2 separate regions of the Pan troglodytes genome follow, and region 1 is linked to region 2. Evidence: chromatin contacts called from public Hi-C data. All regions are on one chromosome and are shown on one strand. The core of a region is the stretch at or near the end of the contact, and the rest is flanking DNA. Distances in the headings are between cores, read along the strand shown.

Region 1 (4,255 bases), core at 377-2,876, 330 kb after region 2:
AATCTGACCAGATAAACCTCCTCTATTAGGGTTTAGGGCTTGACGAAGACCTTATTAAATAAAGTTAATGGAAAATGCAAAGCCAATGCAGCTATGTATCTTTATAACCTAATTGAGATGTAAACACCATGAACAGTGTTTAAATATTACCATGATAAGTACATTCAAGAGATGCTATCCAGGAACTAACCTATCCAAAATGACCACATGCTGCTGATAGAGCAGTGCTTTAAACAGCACAAATAGGCAATTCAGTTTCAATCACTAAAAATCTCATCTTCTGAAGAGATCAGACTGGCAATATAATTAAATGCAATAATTTGCTTCAGAACATAAATGATAGAGTTCATCATTTGTTGCACTTTAGCTAAATACAACAATATATCAAAATATGAGGTGGAATCTTTTTTTATTTAGAATAGAATATTTAATCAGCTTTATTTTGAAAAATAATGACTTGGTTAGACAGCATTTACTACATATTCTATGTATATGGTTTTGTTTTCCCTTTAAAGAAAAATTAGTGAAAAGAATTGTCAATTTAGGCCAGGTGTGGTGGCTCACGCCTGTAATCCCAGCAAGTTGGGAGGCTGAGGCAGGTAAATCACCTGAGGTCAGGAGTTCAAGAGCAGCCTGGCCAACATGGTGAAATCCCGTCTCTGCTAAAAATACAAAAAATTAGCCGGGCCTGGTGGCGCATGCCTATAATCCCAGCTACTCAGGAAGCTGAGGCAGAATCGCTTGAACCCGGGAGGCAGAGATTGCAGTGAGCCGAGATCATGCCATTGCACTCCAGCCTGGGCAACAAGAGTAAAACTCCGTCTCAAAAAAAAAAAAAAAAAAAAGGTCTTGTCAATTTGGTCAATGTTGGCCACTTCAGTATTTTTAGAATTCACAATAATTATAACCAAGCATTTCCATTTGGGCTAAACACACACACACACACACACACACACACACACACACACACGAGAGACAGAGTTTTGTGACAATTGCTAAAGGGTATCAGACAAGAACAATATCTGAATGCGATGGCAAAACACCTACTTGATATATTCAAATAACTAAAATGCATTGATGTTTTTGTCTGAATCATCTGCATAATTTGCACATGTGACCTTCTTGTTGTTTACTTAGCTACTACTATGGTTCAGCTGCAAAGAGTGCACCTGTGATACCAGCTCCTAGCAATCCAACACCAATAATCTTGATTCTGCAAATTTTCACTTCCAAGAAGTTTACTAAAAACATCTGTAATATTTAAAGGTAAATTTTTAATTTATACCTGCTTCTACTTATCTCTGAGGAGGAAAAAATGATTAGACATGTATAATTTAAATATTTGAAGGAAGAAGCCATTATGAGTGAGTCTAAAATTAGCAAACCAACACAAAATAAGATATAAAAGCTTGAAAATTACTTAATTTCAAAATATATTTCTACAAATGGAGTAAATATGCTGAGTGTATGTGAAAACACTATGTATAAAAGCAAGTCCATCCTGAGATTTTTCAAACAAGTTGAAGAAAATTCTTTTTAAAAAAGGCAAAAAGCCATTAACAGAGTGTTAACACTGCGCCACCTAATGGAGAACTTGTCAACTCCTAAGAAATGCGCTCAAGAACTTGAAACGTGTATTTCATCAGGGAGGGTTCTAAGAGCCTTTGTCAGGGATGAAGCTCTGGATATATGCAGGCAAAACTTTTCCAACTCATTTGACAAGCGATGTCCCTATTTATTACCGAGGACTTTTTGATTACATGATTCACATGCTCATAATCAATTCTTAAATGTTCAAACAACCATAACAACAACTTCTTTACAGGTTTTTTTAGTGCCAGTTATTTTGGGATCCATTTCCACAAATACGATAGTAACTTTATTTGTAGGCACCAGGTCAAAAGTGACAGGAAAAGTAAAGAGGAATTTGGTAAAATCTTGTAGGAGCTTCTGGTCTACCATTCCCTGACCCTTTGGGAAACAAATTTAAGAACCACCCTTTGTGGGGAGCATCTCCTGGATGGAGAGGATGGAAGGTGCCAGTGACCTCTACTGTCAGCAAAGGTATCTGTAGTTTTGGACTGTAGGAGTCAAATTCTGCAGTATTTTGCTTTATTTTACAGATAACACAAATGTGAAATTATATCCTGCTGATACAGTGTGTTAAGCCCATTTAAGTAGAGATTTCATATTTTGGTAAATATGATTGAGATATATTTTCAATATAGATGACACAAATTAAGAAAAAGGTCTGTCAGCAGTCAGTGAAATGGATAATCATAATAAAAAGAACAGGACATTATACTGAAATATTTACCCTGAAATCAAAGGATGTCAATGTGGCAAAGAATGTGCAGAGCATGTCGACCTCGTGGCTACAAAGATACACACTAAAACTCAGGAGGTGAAGTGATAGGAATAGTTTAATGCAGAGAAAAGCTTGAGTCATCACATTCTAGCCTTGCCATTTATCAGCTGAGTGATCTTGGGCATTGTTCATTAGCCCTTCAGACTAAATTTTCTCATCTGTACAAGGTAAATGTATTACCTAACTTACAAAGTGGCTATGAAAATTAAATAAGGTAAAATGCCCAGCTCAAGTTCTCAAAACCAAACAGTTGCTCAGTAAATATTATGAGCTTACCAAAGTCACAAAACCTGTTGGCAGAGCTGGAGATGGAACTCGGGTGTCCTAATAGTTTATGTGATGCCCCTTCCAAGGCCACACTGTTTCAGGTCTTACACTAAGTCATTTAAAGCTAAGATTCAGCTTTATTGGTATGCAAATGAATGGGCCTACAAATATGATTTCAACTAAAACTAAGGTTAAATACTGATCTTTGTGAACCCATTGATAGGCTATATTTTATTCAGCACCGTCTTTACAAAAGCCACTTTCATGGCCTAGAGTATGGCTGAATCCGGTTTGATATAAAACCTTTATATTAAACCACATCTCTGTAATTACTCCTCTTTGGTCTTTTCCCATGTTCTCTAGAGGTTAGAACTAGAAGCCTAATTTCTTTGACAATTAGCATTATCTCCAAACATGAATATAGCACATTAATAGATTGTTATATTAAAGAGAATTTGTGAATCTCAAATAACAAGAAATTGACAGAGCTCATAGGAAGAAATGCTCAAGTAGAGTTCCCCTCTTCCCTGTGTAGCACTCCTCCCCGTTAAAAAGGGGATTTATTTTGTCCAGATAGACATGGTGGGCCATATTCAGTGTAGCACACATCACAGCTTTTGGGAAAGACCCGAGAAATTCTTCCTCACTGAATGAGATAAACATAGCACTTGTTTCTATGGCAATGGTAAAACAACAACGTATCCATCTGTCTGGCTACATAATGGACACCTGACCTCACACCTTCTTCTTTCAAAATATATCACGTTATTTTAGAGGGAAAAAGTTTTCAAATAAAATGACTTTTATCCAATTATGGGTTATTTTAAAAATCTGCTATCTCTTTTCTCATCGAATTTCACCCATGGTGGAGATATTTCACCGACAAGATGTTGATTGTCATTCTGTGGAAGACAGTGTAGATTGGTTTGTGTTGCTCCATCAAAGGTGCAAATCAGAGGTAGGGAGATTTTGGTTCAATATGTCAAAGAGTTTCCAGAGCTGCTCAACAAGGGAAGAGCTGGGAGATCCTGAGGAGGTACTGGGTATTAAGGATAGGATCCTTTAACAGACAGAAGTTTGGTCCAGATAATGATCAAGATCACTTGTTACATGAACGTTCTGTGGTGCTAGGTTTACAAAATGCATGCCATAGAAAGATGTTAATGAAAACTTACCCTTTTTTTTTGCACAACAAATTTTGGAGGCAGATTAATACAAATGGTAAAGACACAGAGTGGGGTCAGACTTCCTGACAGCTCTGTCAATAAGCTCTACTCATTATTAGCTGTATCGCTTGGGCAAGTTACTGACGGTTTCTGTGCCTCAATGTCCTCATTTGGAAAATGGGGCTAATAACAGCATATATTTATAGTGTTGTTATGATGATTCTATGAGTGAGTACATGCGAAGTGCTTTGAAAAGCACTTGGTTCAGATTAATCTTCTGTACTCTTCCACCAAATGTTAGTGTCTTCTTCTCCACAAAATTATATCATATTTGACTATACAAAAGGATGTCTGTGTGATCCAAAAGCAAGCAGGGATGGTAACTACATGGTACAAATCCTATGCTATCCCACTCTATTGCCATGATAGATATTGCCTTCTAACACGTCACTAA
Region 2 (4,400 bases), core at 1,277-3,776:
TAGCATGTCAAACCTTTTAAAAAGTGTTTGTTAGGATGCCAAGTTTTTTGTTTTTTTGAGCGTAGACAGATAGAAATGAATAACGTAAGGTTCAATTATTTCATATAGTGTTAAGGTATGCTGAATTAGAAAATATAGTTTATTTAGACACCAGCGCTGATTTACTTTACAAGCTTTCAATATTATAGTTATAGCCTTAAAACATTTAGAAGACTGTATCCATTTTTATCCATTTCTCCAGTTTGTAGGAAATAAACTAAAATGTAGAGTTTTGGAGTAAAACAAAGTTTCAATACTTTCTTGCGTTTTCAGTGTCGAATAGATAGGGATAACACTCATTTTTCTGAATTTGGCCAATAGAAATACACACATTAGATAAAAAAAACTTTTTGGGGGGATCATCTTTAACTTTGTGTATTTGAGTATGTGAGGGAGAAAATTCCGGGGTTGAATCTGGGTTCTAGTCCTAGATCAAGCTCTCATGAAATATGTGGTCTCGAACCCTTATACAGATACGTTTTCTCATCTTTACAGCATGGATTTGACATGCTAGAGCTGGACTGCCTTTAAGAATCACTGAAGATTTTAAACAAACAAACATCCCCAAAGAAAACAACAATAATAACAGCACACACCTCAGGTGAATCTGAACAGTCAGGTTTGAGATCTACTGAACTCAGATCACCCCTAAGATATGCTTTTAAACCCAACTGTGAACTCCTTGTGACCACAACCATAGATTATTAATCAAAGTGCTTACTTTAGTGTTGCCTTGAGTGCAACAATCAAGAAATGTTTATTGGCTTGGGTTTTATTTTATAGGCTAATATGGCTGGCAGTTTTTGTTTCTTTTGATGCTTTCAGGGACTTCTAAATATTGCAGATTTTCACACACAAAGAACAGTCTGACAATTAAGATTAGAGAAGGTAAAGAATGAACTAAACTAGACTTGCCCTAAATGTGACCAGAATTTCTTGAAGGGGTTAGAAATAACAGAGTCAGAGAAGCATATAGGTAAACATATAATTTCAAAGGAATTGCTGAACGCAGTGATGATACAAGTATGCACAAGGTGGTTCTGTTGGAGTAGAGAACTGGGCAGAATCAAAACCAATAATACCTCATAATTGTATAGTGCTTTACAATTTATACATTTCATTCACCTACATCATCTCACTTATCCTTACAAAGCCCTATATAAAATATTACAACTTCATTTGTAAAAATTAATAAAACGAGGCTCTAAGGGGTGAGAAAATAGAATTTCAGAATCAGAAATAACCTCTGTTAGTGTCCCCCAAACTTCAGTCATTTGCAAATCACCTTTATTAGTTTTGCCATATCTGACTACCACCCATACTATTGTTCACCTAGTATTTTTTATTAGGTTGACACACTTGAACTTTTTTTATTCTAAGAAATATTTTTGAAATTATGGGTCTGTGTCATACTTTTAGAAGTTAACATTATAATAAAATAAACTTAAAAAAATTGGTGCCATGCTTTAGAACTTTCTTCAGCACAATACATGAAAATCTTAACACATCTGATGACCGATTAATCCTTCAGTTTCTACTTGCACATCTGCAGTAATCTTAGGCAAGTTCCTTAATTTCGCCATACCTGCTTCATCATCTTTAAAATGGGAACCCACAGGATTCTTGTGTGGATAAATGAAATCATATATTTAAAGCTATTAGCAGTTCCTGACAGGTACTCAGCTTTCGATAAGTGTTAGCTATCATTGTTAGCTTTAGGGCTGCTTTTTCTTCTTCTTCTCATATTCTCTTAATTGTAAAGTCCTTTTAAAATTGTGTCCCCAAAGGCACTCCTGTTCCTTTCCCCAATTTAACTAAACTGCCAAAAGTTGAAAAGAGGACTTTAAAGTGACACGTATACTCGTTATTGTCGTATTTCCCGTCATCACTGCTTTAGAGTACGGAGGTAAAATATTAGGCGGGCGTCAAAATCCTTCGATTTTAGAGCTTTTGCAGGGGATACCAAGACTGAGGTAGAACAGCCCTAAACCTGGAGGGTCGCCTATTGGGCAACCTAGAGCACACCTTTCCTCAGGCCAAACCCAGCGCGCCCGGGGTAGTCTCGAGTTCTCAGGTTACCCCTCCTCAGTGACAGCCCTTTCTTGAGTTCCTTCTCCTTCGCGTCAGTCTCTCGTTCTCCCACCCCGCCCCTCCAGACCAGGTGAGGTTTCCTCCCTCACACTCCTAGGGGACATCGCGTCAATCTGGCTTATATATTGTCTCCTCTGAGTTTGATCTTTCGCTCAACGCCTAGTCACCTGTGACTTAGGTTTCCGTCTCGCCGAAGAGTAGCTACTGCCTAGTGCAAGAACCTTTGTAAGACCGGCGACCGCAGTGGTCGCTCTGAGCAGTAATATTTACCGGCTTAACTGAAGCACCCGCTCTTTTGCTTGCTGGGAGATGTAGTCCCTGGGTTGGCCACTTTAGTTCATCGTTGCTACCGCCGGCGTCCAGAAGACTACAGTTCCCAGCATGCCCAGGGCAAGACAGGATAGCCTGGGTCGGCTCCTCCACGTGACCACCCACTATGGCTTCCTAGTGTCAGGGCCAGCTGTGTAGTGGCTCGGTATGATTTGTTAGCTCTTTGAGGCAGGGTACCCTCCTCAGGATTTCGACATGCAAAAAATCAAATCTCTCATGACCCGACAGGTAAGCCGCGGCGGCTGAAGCAAAGGCTTCCTTCATCTCGGAAGTGAGAGGAGCCGAGATGTTCTGTCCCCAGCCAGTGGCGGGCGGAGATCTAAGTTATGGGTGGTGGCAGGTGTCAGGGGGACTGGGAAGCCGGGGCATACCCTAGAAAACTCACCTAGGCCGCCTGGGTTGGAGCACTGCTCCAGCGGGTACCAGCCTCCCAGAAACATTCGTTTAAAAATAAGTCATTGAAGGAATCAGGGTATCTTTGTCTCCCCTCCTCCTCTTTTTGCCGTGTTTCCAGAACAGCCCGAGCTTCCTTGCAAGGTCTTCCGCATCCAGGCTGTCTGTCATATGCGAGCTGATAGCCTGGGTAGGGTGGTGTGGTCTGTGCAGTAGAGGTGACCTGGAAAGACTGAAAACGGATGATTTGAAGACAGAATTAGTAGCTTTTGGATTTTGGGCAAGTCCCCAAACTTCGTAGCTTACGTTTCTGGATGTGAAAATAATTATTTTTGTTCATTTTATTTCACAGTTCTGTTATGAGGGTCATCGATAAGCTAATATATGTGAAAACTCTTTGTGAAATTCTGCTTTAAAAAATTTATTTTTGTCATGGCAAAATACTGATCTTTTCTTTTTTTCCCAGAATGGAAATTCATGAATAAGAGCTTTGGCTATTTTGTAACCTGTCTCATAAATGTTAGGGACCTCGTAATAATGCCTCAGCTTCATTTAAGAAGTGCAGAAATTTTCTTTTATGTACTTATTGATTATGACTTTGTTTTAGCTACCTTTATTTACTTCAGCTTTAATATTTCACTAGAATTGGTCATTTTATTATTTTAATATGAAAGATAGTTAAGATTAGAGTTTTAAATCAACATGGCTTTTAGAAGTTTGGAGAATGTGGAAGGTAATCGTTTAGTGAAAGGTATATTTGTGAGTTTTTTTCTTGTTGATTACAAAAATAACTCAAATTCCACATTCTTATTTGAGAATTCACAATTTGAGAGATATATAAACAGGATACAAATTGTGTATTTCTCTTGCACAATGCACAAATGACCCTTACATGATTATTTTAGTTATGTCAGATCATTTTGTTAATGTTATGAAAATATAATCAAAATGTTCTGTGAATAATAAAAATATTTAAGTAAGTGGCTAGTAACATTTGTTAATTGCTCACATGTGTTGAGTACTGGTGTTGTGCGTCCTACTACTTCTTACTTGACGATGAGTTTGGGTCCTGCTGTATCCTGTGGCAGCTGTGTGACTTTCGGCAAGTTACATAACGTTTTTAAGCATCTGTTTCCACATCTTTAAAATAGGAATAATGTGTGCCTTATGGAGTTAGCCTGATAGTGGTGTTTACATGATATAATGAAGTTAAAGAGTTTAAGGCATTAACGGAGTTCCTGGGCATTATCAAGGAAGTGCTTGAACGCAGAGACCGTTAGTTACATTGGCTATGTTGATGGTGGAAAAGCAGGAAAACTGGAAGCAGGCTGTTGCAGTAATTCAAGCAATAGATAAGTTCATGCTGACTTCGGTACCTGTTTGATTTTTAAATCAATATATACTTTTGTACTTTATATCACTAATACCTCTAAACTGCCTTTGGAATGTTGAATTTGGACTTTTGTGCATCAGCTGTTTGATGCTGTCTCAAGTTTGTTGCCTGCCATACGGTTCAGTGTAGTTAACGTTGTCATAATTGTATGGTA

What was found. A called contact is a pair of places that touch in the nucleus more often than the background predicts.
Region 1: a contact with region 2 is called in a Hi-C map of induced pluripotent stem cells, with 3 times the contacts expected there. The contact joins the enhancer-like site here to the promoter of HEPACAM2 in region 2. A contact is called at or near these places in 3 of 7 Hi-C or Micro-C datasets (blood, induced pluripotent stem cells and stem cell-derived neural progenitor cells), 1 of 1 datasets of contacts at active chromatin or transcription factors (stem cell-derived excitatory neurons) and 1 of 1 other capture datasets (stem cell-derived neural stem cells).

The regions. Positions count from the first base shown.
Region 1 is chr6:102,934,370-102,938,624 of NHGRI_mPanTro3-v2.0_pri, forward strand. All of the region lies in intron 2 of CALCR (calcitonin receptor), which reads right to left. Among named protein-coding and RNA genes, the nearest start is that of CALCR, 23 kb to the right of the region's middle. Within about 2 kb of position 1,627, at least 1 of the 24 cell types and tissues checked has an H3K27ac peak or open chromatin away from gene starts, as enhancers often do. A contact at or near this core is called in induced pluripotent stem cells, where this site is marked.
Region 2 is chr6:102,606,326-102,610,725 of NHGRI_mPanTro3-v2.0_pri, forward strand. HEPACAM2 (HEPACAM family member 2) reads right to left here and starts at 2,527. Exons shown (of 10, transcript XM_063814747.1): 1 at 2,401-2,527. It overlaps VPS50 (VPS50 subunit of EARP/GARPII complex), which reads left to right and starts at 2,492. Exons shown (of 28, transcript XM_519203.8): 1 at 2,492-2,688. The coding sequence starts at 2,656.